Linked DNA regions of Sus scrofa: all the other regions are linked to region 4. A link is a contact called in public HiChIP or PLAC-seq and promoter capture Hi-C data. All regions are on one chromosome and are shown on one strand. Each heading gives the region's core, a stretch centred on a gene start, on an enhancer-like site or on the middle of the called end of the contact. The rest is flanking DNA. Distances are from core to core; before and after follow the strand shown.

Region 1 (3,585 bases), core at 938-3,437, 170 kb after region 4:
CTAAGGACAGCCGATCACAAACAGCCAATCTGGCCTTAAGCGGCAGTCAATGGAATAATTTCCTTTCTTTGCTTCCGCACTTTCTCTACTTGTCTTTCCCCAGCTCCTGTCAGCCAATCCTCAACAGCTTCCAGTTTGGCACTGCCTGATTGGAATCAATTTTGCTCCAATAAACTCTTAAAAATTTCAAGAGCCCCATCTTTTTTTTTTTTTTTTTAATAGCCATACCTGCAGTATATGGATTTTCCCCGGCCAGGGATTGAAATTGAGCTGCAGACTCGACCTACACCACAGCCGCAGCAATGCTGGATCCTTTAACCCACTGTGCTGGGCCAAAGATTGAACCTGGGCCTCCACAGTGACCCAAGTGGCTGCAGTCAGGTTCTTAACCAACCACACCACAGCGGGAACTCCTCCCTCAGTTTATCTTTAACAAAAGTGACTGGAGCTCAGATTTTTTTCAACCCTTGATCCCCCCTCTTGCAATCACCCATGGTCAAGGATGGACCAAGTGGCCTCAGCAAAGGACTGGGAGTCTGGCAAAAGCCTGCTCCCTCTGACCTCAGGGCCCTCTGGCCTGGGCATCTACATTGCTAGGTAGATGTCAGCAGTATCAGCCAACACTCTTCATTGCTGACACTGAGGGGCCTGCCCACGTGGACAGAAAGCCATTCTAAGCCCTCTTTCAGCCCCCACAGCTCCTGCATGGTTAGGGCCTCTGGCTAGGAAGCTCCAGGTTCTTTTACTTCTTTCTGCTTGTTGTTGCTTTTACTTTTATTGAAGTTTCTCAATAACAAAACTTCCTTCTGGTCTTTCCAGCAAGACATTGGGCTCTGAAATCTATACACGTCATTTAGATTACAAAAAAGAAATACATATATATTTAAATGTAAAACAATGTTTGGGGGAGCTCCCTGGTGGCTCAGAGGGGTAAGGATCCAGTGTTGTCATGGTTGGCTCAGGTGGCTTCTGTGGCGAAGGTTTGATCCCTGGCCCTGGAACTTCTGCATGCTCTGGGCACAGCCAAACAACAACAACAACAACAACCAAAAAAACAAAAATCCTGTTTTTCAAATGCCTTGGTTTCAACACCACCTCCCCAAACAAAATTTTCTACTGAGTGTTTTCTGCTTTTCAACAGTAGAGCAACTTTGTAACTTATTGTCCAAACAGGAACCCTTTTAGGAAAGAAATGGGGAGTTCCCTGGTGACTCAGCAGGTTAAGGATCTTGCGTTGTCACTGCTATGGCTCTGGTCACTGCCGTGGCACAGGTTCGTTCCCTGGCCCCAGGACTTCTGCTTGCCATGAGCGCAGCCGAGGGAAAAAAAAAAAAAAAGGAATGAAAAGGGACACTACTAATTTTTTTTTTTTTTTTTTTTTTTGTCTTTCTGTCTTTCCTAGGGCCGTACCCATGGCAGGTGGAGGTTCCCAAGCTAGGGGTCTAATCGGAGCTGTAGCCACCAGCCTACACCAGAGCCAGAGCAACGCCGGATCCAAGTCACGTCTGAGACCTACACCACAGCTCATGGCAACGCCGGATCTTTGACCCACTGAGCGAGGCCAGGGATCGAACATGCAACCTCATGGGTCCCTAGTCGGATTCGTTAACCACTGAGCCATGACAGGAACTCCAGGACACTATTAATCTTGACACTATCCATATGATCACTCTTCTTTGAGAGAGTCACCATTTCTCGATGGGGCCCAGGAGAATGTGGCAAACCACTTCCAGACAGCAAATTGCCTTCGGGCATATTAATGTCAGGCGCTGGCAGAGTCAACAGCCATGCAGTCCACTTTTAAATAAAGAAGATCCTCTTTGCTCTGCTCTCCGGCACTGGAGCTTGAGTGTCTAACAGAAGCAGAGTGTTTTCCTGCTTACTGCCCAAGAAACCAAAGGATCCAGCTTTAAAGATCTTTATTTTCCACAGTACTTCTAATGTGCTGGGACCAAACCTTGCTAGTCCTTGAATTTTCTCTGGGGGTAAGGGGTGGGGTGTCTTGTCTCAGAACAAAGAGGGCTAGGGAGATGGCTGAGGCCATCCCTGATGCCAGGCAGGGCCACACCCACCGTTCCAGATGCAATCGAATCTCTGCCCTTTATTTTAAACCTTCAGAGGAAATCGTGCCACCTCCCGGGTGAGTCAGTCCAGAGTTTAACTGAGACCTTCAGGGCCAGGCACCCCTTCTTCCAGTCCACCCTTGACCTGCTCCTCCAGCTTGTCATCTAGGCAGCCTCCGTCTCCTGGAAGGGGGGTATTTTCTCTGCAGACCAGAAGGTCCTCTCTGGGCCCAGAAAATGCTCAGGACGTGAAACAGAAAAACACACGCACACACACACACACCTCCCTCCTCCCTGGCTCAGCACCCTCCCCTCCCGGCCTTTTAATCCCCAGGCAGATCATAAATGGAAAGACAGGAAATGCAAGATGCAATGCTTGAGCCATTTCCATCTCAACTCCAGCCCTCCCCCCCGCCCAGCCTCTCCTCCCTCGACAGACAGACAACCCATTAAGAGCTCACTCATAATAGTCTTTCCTGTAAGAACTTGTAAACAGCATCCTTGGAGCTTCAACTTGGGTATTTCCCAGCTCACTTGCTTCCATTTTCCTTTGTCATGGCCCGTTCCCAGGGGAAGTGGGGAGGCCGAGAGGAGGGTCTCGTTCCCCCCCAACCCACCACCTCACCTAACCTTCCCCCTCGTCCCTCCTTCAGCCACCCTGAAATTGAAGGGTCTTCCCCTTGAACAGGGCTTCTGTCACTCAGCGTGGCGCGTTACTTTCTGTTCCTTTGAAGGAAGCCCTTCCATTTAGTGTGCTGGAGACTGCAGATAACGCCTGCCACCACTTTCATTCCAGCACATTTCGACTGCTAAGTATTCATACACAGCTCTTGCCAGTTCTCAGCATTAAATGAACAAAATCTGTGCCTGCTGACATTATGTTTTAAGGAAATCCTGTGCCTGCAAAACTGCTATTTCTTTAAAGGAGAACGTATTTTTATTACCTAACTTCAAGTCTGCAAGGCAAATGCATACGCGATGGAAAAGAACATGGGCCCCAAACTCAGGATTTGATCAGGTAACATAATTGAGTAAAAGGGACTCATTATGGAGCAAGAGGGAAGAGTGGGGTCTGTGGTGAAATGTAGAGCCTGAAACCTTGCCCCCAAAGAGGCAACCAATTTTCAACTGTAGACAAATGATGCTTTGTAAAAATTTTTACTTCGTATTGCCAAAATTTCCAATTTTCTTTTTGTCTTTTTTTTTTTTTTTTTTTTTGTCTTTTTTTGCCTTTTCTAGGGCCGCTCTCGCGGCATATGGAGATTCCCAAGCTAGGGGTCTAATCGGAGCCGTAGCCATAGCCACCGGCCTACACCAGAGCCACAGCAATGCGGGATCCGAGCCATGTCTGAAACCTACACCATAGCTCATGGCAACGCCGGATCCTTAACCCACTAAGCGAGGCCAGGGATTGAACCTGCAACCTCATGGTTCCTAGTCAGATTAGTTAACCACTGTGCCATGACGGGAACTCCCCAAAACTTCCAATTTTCTAAGAGAAATCGCAAGTCAGGAATGTTAA
Region 2 (3,329 bases), core at 632-3,131, 200 kb after region 4:
GCTTTAAAGACAAGTGAAGCCGAAATTACGGTGTGAACCCTGGAGAAGCCGCTGGGCTGTGCATCACCTACTAACTCTTCGTGTACAGTGCCGCAAGGTGATGAAACCGGCTGAATAAACATGAATCGTTTTATTGTTAGCCAGAAAGTCTTCCTTCATTCATCAAAGTGGGTGAATGAAAATATTAAAAAGGTAAGATATTTTCGTGGGCTATTCCCCCAGTATTCTTCTGAAGTCAAAACCATAGTCAGGCTGCGTTCTACCGTGGGTGTCAAATAAAGCCTCCTCCCATGAAAGGGAAAACCACTTCCCCCTTCATAAAAAGGCTGCACCCAGAGCTCAAATCTTGGTAAAAGAGATGTTACATAAATTCCAGGTGCTCCTAAATATGTATGTTTACCTCATGCAATCACTTCGGAAGCATCTAAGTTTCTGCGCCACTTTCTCTTTTTCTTTTCTCTTTTTCCCATCTCAAGGAAGAGTCAAAAAGTGTTTATATTCTTGACTTGGAATCTTACCCACTCCATGAAGATATTCCCTACCAGCCAAGTGCAGAAAATCTAATGATTTGCATCCGAAACGCATCAAGCATCAGCACACTTACCTTTCTCTTCTTAACTGAGCCAAAAAAAAAAAAAAAAAATTCACTTATCTCTCCCCCTCCCCAAAGGGGGAAAAAAAACCTACCCCTGAAATCCTTCATTATTTTCTAGGTGATCTGTACAGTCACTCTCTCTTGTCACTGTATGAACAAACGAATTCCTCAACATCTTACTTTGCCATTAAAAGGCTTCTTTCCACACGACGGGATTTCCCTAAGAAACATTCCCAGCGGATGGTTTCCAGCAATAGCCTATATCAACTCTGCCTGCGCAAGCAAAGACTTGGCTTCTGCTAATTCCACCCCCACCCCCAGCGCACACCAATTCACTCGCACAACCATCCTGGGCCGACTCGAAAAAGCTATTTCACTTGCATGTTTGCCCATCTCTTCCTGAATGAATGCTTTTCCAACTGACCTTTCAACAGCTGCCGAGATGGCACGATCTGCTAAGGTTAGAGCTGGAAACTAGGGGATATTTTAGCATCCTAATCCCTGCAACCTCAACGTTTCTCCTTCTCTGCCCAAGTCCAGATTCCCTGAGCACTAGGGCAGGAACCCTGAAGTGTTTGCAGAGCAGCTCTCTGAGGTGTCCTGCTTGCGACCAACTCACTGCGGGCATCCTGCATACTCACAGCCCCAGCCCACAAGCCGCCCGACACCCGCACCCCGGCCCGCGGCGAATGCGCCAGGCACCAGCCCTGCCTCTTACCTTCCCTGGCTTTCAGCAAGACCGTGTTGGCCACGATGTTTTCCAGCTCCATTGACAGTCGGCGGTCAGCGAGGAAGCCGGCCGGCGGGGCTGTCAGCTCCTAAGGGTGCTGCCGCTGCTACTGCCGCTGCTCGGGCTGCTGCCGCTGCTGCCGGAGCCGGGAGCAAGCAGCCCGCCTTGCCTACCGCATTATTCCGGCTCTTATCCCTCGGAGTTTTCCCCCTCTGCAAAGAGGAGCCGCCGCCGCCGCTTCTTCCTCCCTCTGTGTCCCCCCTCCCCCCTCCCTCAACTGTCTCCCCCCACCCCCCACCCTCCGCGTTTCTCTGTCACTCCATTCTCCTCCCCTCGGGCTCCCTCGGATGCTTTAATGCCTCGGATGCTTCTGCCTCCCCTCTGTCCCTCCCGGGGGTGTGGTACTAACTGGCTCGGGCGGCTGCACAGCGCAGGCGCCAGGATGGGCCGCGCCTCCCGCCTCGGCGCTCGCGGCGCGGGGCCTGCTGGGACTTGTAGTACCAGAGTCCACGAGCCGCCCTGAGACTTGTACTCCGAAGGCGGGCGCGGATAAGGGGTGGTCCGCGGCTGCGGAGGGTAGCGGGAGAAGCAAAGGCAGTCCGGCCGAGCCGGAGCCCCGGATTCGCACGTCCACGCCCGGGGCTCCGGCTCGCCCGCTTCCGGCCCTCCCGAGAACCCAGAAAGCGAAGAGCACGGACCACGGCGGCGGCGGCGGGCGAAGTGCTGCGGCCGGGCAGGAGCCGGTGCGGGTCCTGGGCGCCCCTCGGAGCGTGCCCGGGGTTGGAGGGAGGTCAAGCCAGCCCAAGCGCGCGCTGCACCCCCCTTCCTCCCGGTCACGCCGGGCCCACGCGGGGGCTGCAGCCCAGAGGCGGTGGCCAGGCGCGCCCGCGGGCCCTGGACGCGGCGACCGGCCACTGTGCGCCGTCTCAGACGCACACGCGCTCGGTTGCTGACAAAGGTGTACTTTGTTTCCTCCGAGGGCGCGAAGGGGTCTATGAGTCGGCGGCGACTCGGCACCGGCAACCGCGCAGCCCGAGCGCCCCCTGGCGGCCTCGGGGTGGATGTGCAGCGGCGAGTCCACGCGGACCGCGGCACCACCTCCTGGCCCTCTGCGCCTGGAACCTCCCGCGCTGCCGGGCTGCAACTCTCGGCGGGGCGGGGGGCGTGCATTCCGGCGTGGTAAGCGGCTGGTCCTGTTAATAACCTGCCTTCCAGCACCCGAGGCCCGCAAATGACCGCTCGTCATTACATGCAAACTCATTCCCATCAATAAAAACACAGATGGAATCGCTGGAGTCAGGAACGTTAATAAGAAACAGCACCCGGCCGGTATTGGGAATTAGTTTTCAAATTCTTTGCCTATTTATCTTGGGGCTCTTAGCGCTTTTCCACTGTATGTTCAGGACATCAGACCCCAGATCTGCGCTCAGCGTCCCTTGCTTCGTCTCAAGGCCCCCGCTCCTGGGAAATGGGACTTGGGACACCTGGGGTCTGCGATGAGTTATCCTCCAGTCTAGTTGAGGGGAGGGCTGGCCCTAAGGAACAATGAGGCCTTTGCCTCATCTGCATCCTGAAGGCCGGATATCCGTTCAGAAGTCGGGCCCCGGGCCTTCTGTGTCCTAAAGGAGAAAGCCTTCCAACCCCAGGGTTGCCTGGAAGTGGGAGGGAGGCGCCCAGAGAGAGAAAGGGAGAACAATTATTGTGCACTGGAGAAAACAAAGAAATGAATAGACTCTCCAGGCCTTGGAAACGTGGACGGTCACTGATTTAACAGCGCAGGATTGTCTTGTTTCGTGGTAGAGTGTACCCACCACCACCACTTCCTTGTATCTGCATATGGGTCAGTGGGTCTCCCTGGGCCTCACAAGTCTTGTCTGCAAAGTGGGGGCAATAACAGTTGGCTTGTCAGAAGGCAGGGAGCAGAGCAGATGACACCTCAGGCATCTTCCACTCTAAGAAATTATTCGAAGCATCCCAGCCTTGGCCTTGGCTTACATGTGCACC
Region 3 (3,646 bases), core at 755-3,254, 140 kb after region 4:
TCTGGAGCCTAACTAAACCATGGACTTTGTGGAATTACGATGGGTCATGTAGGTTCATCAATGGTAACAAAGGTACCACTCTGGTGGGGGGTGTTGGTAACAGAGGGGGATGAGCACAGGTAGGAGCAAGGATACATGGGAACTCTCGGTACTTCCTTTTAATTTTGTTGTGAAGCTAGAACTGCTCTAAAAAAAGTAAAATATTAAAAAAAAAGAAAACAACCAACTAAGTATATGGCTCAGCCACTCTCCCACCATCAAACAAACCCCAAAACCACAGTCAAAAAAGTTAGTGGCCAACAAAGCCTGGGGAAATAAGTCCTGCCCTATGGGTCAGAGCAGTGGCCCACCTGCACCTGTGGTCTGAGGTCCCATGCCTAAGGCACCCTCGACGGGCTGGAGAAAGCCTGGGCCTGAAGTGTTGAGGCTGGCACCCTGCCCTCAACATCCAGTAATGAGCACCACGGATTGTTCATGGCTAAATTTACTGAAAATATTTTTCAAATGGCCATATGGAGTCTGCACATTCTTGAAGTCACTCACTCCTGATCTTTACAACCTATTGTACCAAGGCAGACAGCAGAAGCCCACAATGGAGCTCCATTTGGAAGAGACCACATCGAAATCCCCTTTGTGCCACCTGTGTCCATCATGGCCTCTAATGCTACTGGGCTCAGAACAGGTGCCAGCGGATGCATCTCAAAATCACCTCTTTTGAGCTTAGGGTGCAGGGGCCAAGACCCCCTTCCAGAAATCCACAGTCTACCCATGATGGTGTAACCTCCTCTCTGACGGGGCCCTTAAAACTGGTTAACGGTACCCCCATTAATTCATTCGTGATTAATCCATTAGTTGCCCTCATATTCTGAGATGGCGAGATTGGCACGTGTGTGGTGCTGGAGAGAAGGATTTTCTCTGGTTCTGTACAAGAATCCTAAAATGCCGAGGGCGGAAAGGACACTGCAGGCTGTCAGGAGGGACCGTCACATCCCTGTCCCCCCACACCCTCGGGGACCATCCAGCTTCTGCTTGGAGCCCTCTCGGAACAGAAATCCACGCTGTCCTCGGTGGCTCAGGTCCCTCCACCATGGTCTTGCCTCCTCTCCCTCCAGTTCCAAGAGCTGGACCACAAATGACCTGGACAATCTAATGGGGTCAGGCTTTGGGAACTTGAAAGGCAGTGACCTCTGCTCCCCACTCCCCCAGCACTTCACTTTCTTCCAGGTTCTCTTGTATGACCAATGCCCTTTCAAAGGATACCGAATGCTGGCCTTTTCAGATGCGGCTCATCAGTCAGGGCAAACCCCCTACCCGCCGTGTGCTGGCTTTGTGCCAGGCCCCACCCGAGCACCTTACGAACAGGTGCAGTAAATGCTCACAGCCACCCTGTGAAAGAGGGATTTCGTGCACTCCGTTTCACAGATGAGAAACGCTCAAAGGTAAGCAGCACGTCCAAGGTCACAGGGCCGGTAAGAGCAGGCGCCGGGGTGCAAACCCAGTTCTGTTCTCATTCAGCATCTGTGCGTCCTGTGCAAGGCAGAGGCTCAGAACATTCTGAACCGTTTCTATGAACAGACAATCACCACTACATCAAAGGAGGACCACATCAACTTACAGGGACAAACACCTTGATTCCACCTCGAGGTCAGGTGGGTCTGCTGGAGAGCCTTTCCCAACAGGATCTCCGAGGAGAGCCCCCAAAACAGGGCCCAACAGACAAGCGACAAGAGCACCTGGCATGTATTAGCACCAGATGGTTTCTGAATAGTAAGTCCTTTGAGCCTTCCGCCAAGGTAGGTACTGTTTTTACAGATGAGGAAACACACAGTTCAGGTAAGCAACTTCTCAGAAGTCACAGGTAGCTGCTAGAAGTGCGAGAGCTGGGACTCAACCTCGACTACCTAGTTCTCAAACATGGGTTTCCTCCTGCCTAGTGAGAGGCCCCCTGTTGCCCTCCCTCAATGCAGCCGGCACTGAACCTCCTCGCACACACAGGCCAGCGTTGACGGCATGAGTCACTCACGCGTCCTGGACCAGCCAAGGTCTCCAGACTCATGGAGCCAGTGACTCAGTGCAGCCGCCTGGTTTGGGGCTCCAGATTTCTCTTTGTCGACTGCATGGATCTGTGTATGTTAAAAGCATGTTGACTAGAGCAAAACAAAGCAGTCAATGCGGGCAAACAAAATCTGTAGGAAACACATGGTTTCAGCAAGTCACTGGGGCAGCAAACAATAGAAAGGAAAGGCCATGAAGAAGCGCAGCAAAGAGAAACTGCCTTGCAGGTCCCGGACCTGTAGACCCCACACTTGTGCCAGCAGCTTCAGTAGTGGTGGGTAGAAGAGCCTCTACAGAGGCAAGGCCATAAATCAATCATGCATACATCAATAAAACTTTAAAAAATGGAAAAAATTTTAATAAAAAATAAAAATAACTTAAAAATAAAGAGGGGAGGCCCGTGACTGAGAGACCACAGGCCTCCGCGGCGCCTCCCTGAGTGACCAGAGCGCCTGAGGGCGTGGAGGATGTGGCAGAGCACGTGTGACCAGGGTGGAGCTTCCGGTGGAACCCTCGATCCCTCCGCCTGGCGTTCACAGAGCCGGCGCCTCCCCAGGGGCCACCGTTCTGTCTGACGGGGAGCTTAGGAAAGCGCCTGTCTGCTATTATTCAGCAACTTCTGGGTGGGTCCTGCTATTATTATTAACAAAGATAAGATTACAACTAATAATAACGCATGACATTTAAATGCATTTTGCTTCAGCCTGTCTCTCGGAAGTAGGGGAGAGTTCAAACTCCACCTTGGTATCGCTGGCGAGGCCTCGCGTGCCAGTTCACCCACACGCAGATGAGGGTTCCAGCTCTTCTTCAGAACCCAGCGATTTGGTTTTTTTCCTTTGCCAGGTACTCTGCAGTGTGAGCTGCTGGAAGGAAAATGTTTACGGTCTTACAAAAACCACCTCACTGTCTGCATGACACCTCTCAGAAGAAACAAACTTCCTCTGAAACCTCCTAGAGGCCAACCCCCCCCACCACACACACACACTCACACACACACTCACATGTGCATTCACCCAGCCTTTGACAGTCCGCAGGTGCTGTGGGCTCTGGTATGGGCAGCGTGAACCAGGCCCGCACCATCCAGCCTGGCCCAGTAAACCCACCAATGCACAATCACAAACTGGGGGGAGGGCCCTGGGGAAGGAAGGACCGAACAGGGGGCTGATGGAGCACAACGGGGCTGGTGGTCCACCAAGGAGCCCAGCGACTCAGGACGGCGAAGAAAGGCCTCCCTGAGAAGGTGGGGTTTGTGCCAAACCCTGAGGGGTGGCGAGGAATCGAACGGGTGAGGGGCAGGGAGAGGACCAGCACACACGAAGGTCAGGGAAGGAACTAACAGGAGGCTGAGCAGCAGGAAACCCGGATGGAAACGAGTACAAGGAGCAGCTGGAAGCGTGGAGGGCACAGCAGGAGGGTAAGCCGGCGGTGGGGGGGGGGCCTCCCTCCCAAGGTCAACATCCCAGCTGGGGGCTGGCAAGCTTTTGGGAGCCGGTGTCCGCGGAGAGGCCAGACAGCAGAACGCAGCAACTCCCGGGGTCCTGATCACTTCCTCCGGCTCAGCACATTCAAGTGCGTGAGGTCTCAGATCAGG
Region 4 (3,753 bases), core at 857-3,356:
CGGGGAGCAAGAGGAGATGCCTCGCTCTCCTCTTTGGCTAAGACTCTTCCCCATTTTTTCTCCCCTGAGGCTGAACGTGGGCCCAGACGTGGCATTAAAGCTCGGGTGTGCTTTCTCCACTTTCTGTGGGTCCGGGCCCCTGGATAAAAGCCCGCTTCACCAGAAGGAAAAGAACCCGCTCCCTCCCTCCGTGTGGAATGTGAAATTGACCTTGAATCTGGTACCAGAAGAACCTGGGCTGCACGTGGGTGGGGCCAGGCAGCCGGCCCGGCCCATGTGGTAGGACAGGCTCAGCCTATTTGTGGCCTCAGAATACCTGCTCCTTTGCACCTCCAACCCCTATGGCTCAGCCGCACCCTTGGCTCTGGGCATCCTGCTGTGTGGTGACCAGAATGCGGCAAGAGGGGAAGGCGGCGTGGCTGGATTTCTGGGCTCCACAGGGCATTGAGAGGAGCCCTTTGCCTTGCCCATGAGTGGGATAGGCCAGTGAAATGGCTGCAGGGGCCCAGGGGGCTTTGACCTTCACACCTCCCTAAACTCTCTCCTCCCTCTTGTCCCCCCCCCATTAAGTTCTCAGTGCCCTCATGCTGCCTCACTGCTCCTCAGCTTCAACATGTGGCCTAAGCCGACCTCTCCTCCTCCGCTCCATCAACAAGGAAACCTCTTCAGACACAGACGGTTTTGAAGACCAGTAATGATGCAGCGCACTGGAGGCCTTGGGATTTCTAAAGAAGAACAGTTGATAAAATATGACCGTATGATCCAGCAATCCCGCCCCTGGGCAGACAGCCAGGCAAGACTATAATTCAAAAAGATACATGCATCCTATGTTCACCGCAGCACTATTCACAATAGCCAAGACATGGAAACAACCTAAATGTCCATCAACTGAGGGTAGAATAAAGAAGATGTGGTACATATACATACAATAGAATCCTACTCAGCCGTGAAAAAGAATGAAATAATGTCATTGGCAGCAACATGGATGCCACTAGAGAGTCTCATAAGTCAGACAGAGAAAGACAAATACCACATGATATCACTCATACGTGGAATCTGAAATATGGTACGAATGAACCTATCCTCAGAACAGAAGGAGACTCACTGGCATGGAGAACAGACTTGTGGTTGCCAAGAGGGAGAAGACAGGGAGTGGGATGGACTGGGAGTTTGGGGCTAGTAGATGCAAACTATTACATTTAGAATGGATAAACAATAAGGTCCTGCTGTGCAGCACAGGAAGCTATATCCACTCCCCTGAGATAGACCATGATAGAAAATAGTATTAAAAAAAGAATGTATATATGTATGAATGACTGAGTCACTTTGCCGTACAGCAGAAATTGGTACAACACTGTAAATCAACTATACGTTAATTAAAAAAAGAAGAAAAAGAGCTAGCTAGTTGGGGGTTGATGGGGTCAGGGGTAGATTCTGATTGGTGAGAAGAGCTAAGGACTTGTCCTGAAGCTGCATGTGTACAGTAATGGATTAAGGGGGAGCAGGTGCTGGGTTTGGGGTAACTTGCAGGCTAACAGAGATTATCTGGTGTTTCAGGGACCGAGGCTGCAGAGGGAGGGAGGGTGGTGGGGAAAGCGGGGGCTTGACCTGGGCACGAAGCCTCCCCTTGGGTGCTTACCTCAGCACTCAGTCCAGGAGCATCCCCCACACCCAAGGCTCTCCCACCCTCAGTGACTTCTGTGAGGGGGATGGAAACCCACCCTGGAAGCTCAGCCCAACCCCAGCTCTGCCTCCAGGGCCCAGGTCACCCAGGCTCGGTCAGGCCAGCAGTCAATCCACGAGGTGGCACTATTGAGCCCTTGCTGCGCTCACAGACACCCCACGGCAGACCAGCCTGGGGGCTGACGGCCTTTGTAAAAACAGTTGGGGGGAAAATGAGAGGGAGCTGCACCTTACAGGGGAATAGGAATTTACACAGGGTGGGGGTAATGGGGGAGGGATGGGGGGAGGGGCCTTGAGGACAAAGGCCCGGAGACTGAGCAAGTGGGCGCAGGGTGGGGGGTTGCTGCTCAGAGTGAGGACTCATCTGATCATGTTCAATAAATGGGACGGTCACCGCGGGTCAGGTCTTGTGAGGCTGGTTCTCACTGATGGCTGAGTCATCAGCCCCGAGGGTGATGTCGTCAGGGCGCTTGGCATCACTGCCCCCTGCTCTCCTTGGCGCCGCCGCCTCCCTTATTTCAGGAAGGGGCCTTATTTCCTGCATCAGAAAACCTTTCTGAGGACCTCGTTCCCACAGCATCTCCTAGCTTCCAAGTCACTTGTTTCAAGGTGTCAGAGTGGAGACAAGATCCACTGTACCTGGCTGATGTCCCTGGCGGCGCCCAGGGGTGGGCCGTGAAAGACTTCCCAGGCCTCGGGCCGCCAGTGCTCCTGAAGTGGGCGCCTCTGCTGTCGGCGAAGCCTCCTGGAAACCCACGCCCTGTACTTGTTCAGAGATTTAGGACCTGAGAGGGAGCAGGAGGACACAGAGCCTCCCCTGGAAAGACCCTCAGGGCCTCATTGATTCAACCCACTTGTGGCACAGATGGGCAAACAGAAAGAAAGGACCCCTCCAAGTCACAGTGGGGGCCCAGGGCGGAGCCAGGACCAACCCTGGAGGCACTATGGGGGGCAGAGTTGGGGGAGGGAGTGGATCTGAGCTGCAAGGGCTCCAGACCAAGTATCCTGAGCCTGCTCACTGGCCCCACTCAAAACCAGCTTGTCGCCATTCGCAGGTAAGGACAGACGCACAGCAGTCTCAGCTCCTGTGTATCACTCATCCCAGCCCCTCCTCTCGATCCCCCCTGCACTGGTGTCTGGAACCCTCACCTCTCGCCTGGACTAACCAGGGAGCCCCCCACAGGTCTCTGCTCCCACCTGCTCTGATGTGGACGCCCAGCCCCCAAGGGAGTTTTGCCACAGCACACAGCACCGCCAAAGGACCACGTCCGGGCCTTCTTGACCCAAATGCCCCTCTTGAGCTGCTTCCCCATCGCGCCCTCTGCTTGCCGCAGCTCTCACCCCACACCCGCTGTTTCCTGGGCGAGCTCCAGCTTTCCAGCTGCTGGGCCTTTGCTGTTTCCTTGGAAGGAGCCCTTCCCACCCCTGTCCCCTCAAGGCACACTAATCCTACCCAGTCTTCACAGCCTCATCCAAGATGATTCTCTGAGCAGGCAGGACCTTCCGCCCCATCCCACCTCCCAGTGACAACTGTCATCATTGTTATTTCTTGAGCACCCGGTATGTGTTAAGTCCTGGAGATTTTCACTGGGTTTCCTTTTTTTTTTAATCCTCTCAAAGTAGGTTGTATCATTATTGTCTCCATTTGATAGATGCAGAAATAGGCTCAGAGAAGTTAAGTAACTTGCCCAAGATCACACAGCTAGCATGGGAGCAGAGACAGGGTTCACACTCAGGCAATCTGGTCAGAGAGCCTCATCCCTCAGCACCATCAAGTCCTCAAGGCTGCCATGGTCTCTCTCGAATAGCCTGAGGAGGATGTGACTTTGGCCTTGGAGAGCAAGCCCTCTCTGGAGGCCCGGAGGGGCTGAACAATGAGGTGCAGTGGACTCTGCATGTTTTGGCGAGCACTATTTGTATAGCACTGTTGTGTGTAACACACACACACACACACACACACACACACACAGAGGCTAATGGCCAGCATATGCTTCGCTTCAACATATGAAAACATCCCTCCTGGGAGCTCCATACTCATTAGCAGTGGTTCCATCAGTGAACAAAAGGTCA

The links. Promoter capture Hi-C pulls out the DNA fragments that hold promoters and counts their contacts. HiChIP or PLAC-seq counts read pairs in DNA pulled down with a chosen protein or histone mark.
Region 1: a contact with region 4 is called in an H3K27ac HiChIP or PLAC-seq map of alveolar macrophages. The contact joins two enhancer-like sites. A contact is called at or near these places in 2 of 2 datasets of contacts at active chromatin or transcription factors (alveolar macrophages and skeletal muscle).
Region 2: a contact with region 4 is called in a promoter capture Hi-C map of fetal liver, with 4 times the contacts expected there. The contact joins the promoter of GRK5 here to the enhancer-like site in region 4. A contact is called at or near these places in 5 of 5 promoter capture datasets (fetal liver, fetal skeletal muscle, liver and 1 more), 22 of 47 Hi-C or Micro-C datasets (adipose tissue, alveolar macrophages, blood and 12 more) and 2 of 2 datasets of contacts at active chromatin or transcription factors (alveolar macrophages and skeletal muscle).
Region 3: a contact with region 4 is called in an H3K27ac HiChIP or PLAC-seq map of alveolar macrophages. The contact joins two enhancer-like sites. A contact is called at or near these places in 8 of 47 Hi-C or Micro-C datasets (brain, embryonic fibroblasts, epiblast stem cells and 4 more) and 2 of 2 datasets of contacts at active chromatin or transcription factors (alveolar macrophages and skeletal muscle).

Annotation. Positions count from the first base shown.
Region 1 is chr14:129,141,988-129,145,572 of Sscrofa11.1, reverse strand. All of the region lies in intron 1 of GRK5 (G protein-coupled receptor kinase 5), which reads right to left. Among named protein-coding and RNA genes, the nearest start is that of GRK5, 30 kb to the right of the region's middle. Within about 2 kb of position 2,187, at least 22 of the 83 cell types and tissues checked have an H3K27ac peak or open chromatin away from gene starts, as enhancers often do. A contact at or near this core is called in alveolar macrophages and skeletal muscle, where this site is marked.
Region 2 is chr14:129,112,485-129,115,813 of Sscrofa11.1, reverse strand. GRK5 (G protein-coupled receptor kinase 5) reads right to left here and starts at 1,881. Exons shown (of 16, transcript XM_001928584.6): 1 at 1,314-1,881. The coding sequence starts at 1,365.
Region 3 is chr14:129,169,724-129,173,369 of Sscrofa11.1, reverse strand. The region is part of intron 1 of GRK5 (G protein-coupled receptor kinase 5); the gene reads right to left. Among named protein-coding and RNA genes, the nearest start is that of GRK5, 58 kb to the right of the region's middle. Within about 2 kb of position 2,004, at least 33 of the 83 cell types and tissues checked have an H3K27ac peak or open chromatin away from gene starts, as enhancers often do. A contact at or near this core is called in alveolar macrophages, retroperitoneal adipose tissue and skeletal muscle, where this site is marked.
Region 4 is chr14:129,314,069-129,317,821 of Sscrofa11.1, reverse strand. The region is part of intron 4 of GRK5 (G protein-coupled receptor kinase 5); the gene reads right to left. Among named protein-coding and RNA genes, the nearest start is that of RGS10, 110 kb to the left of the region's middle. Within about 2 kb of position 2,106, at least 33 of the 83 cell types and tissues checked have an H3K27ac peak or open chromatin away from gene starts, as enhancers often do. A contact at or near this core is called in adipose tissue, alveolar macrophages, fetal liver and 4 more, where this site is marked.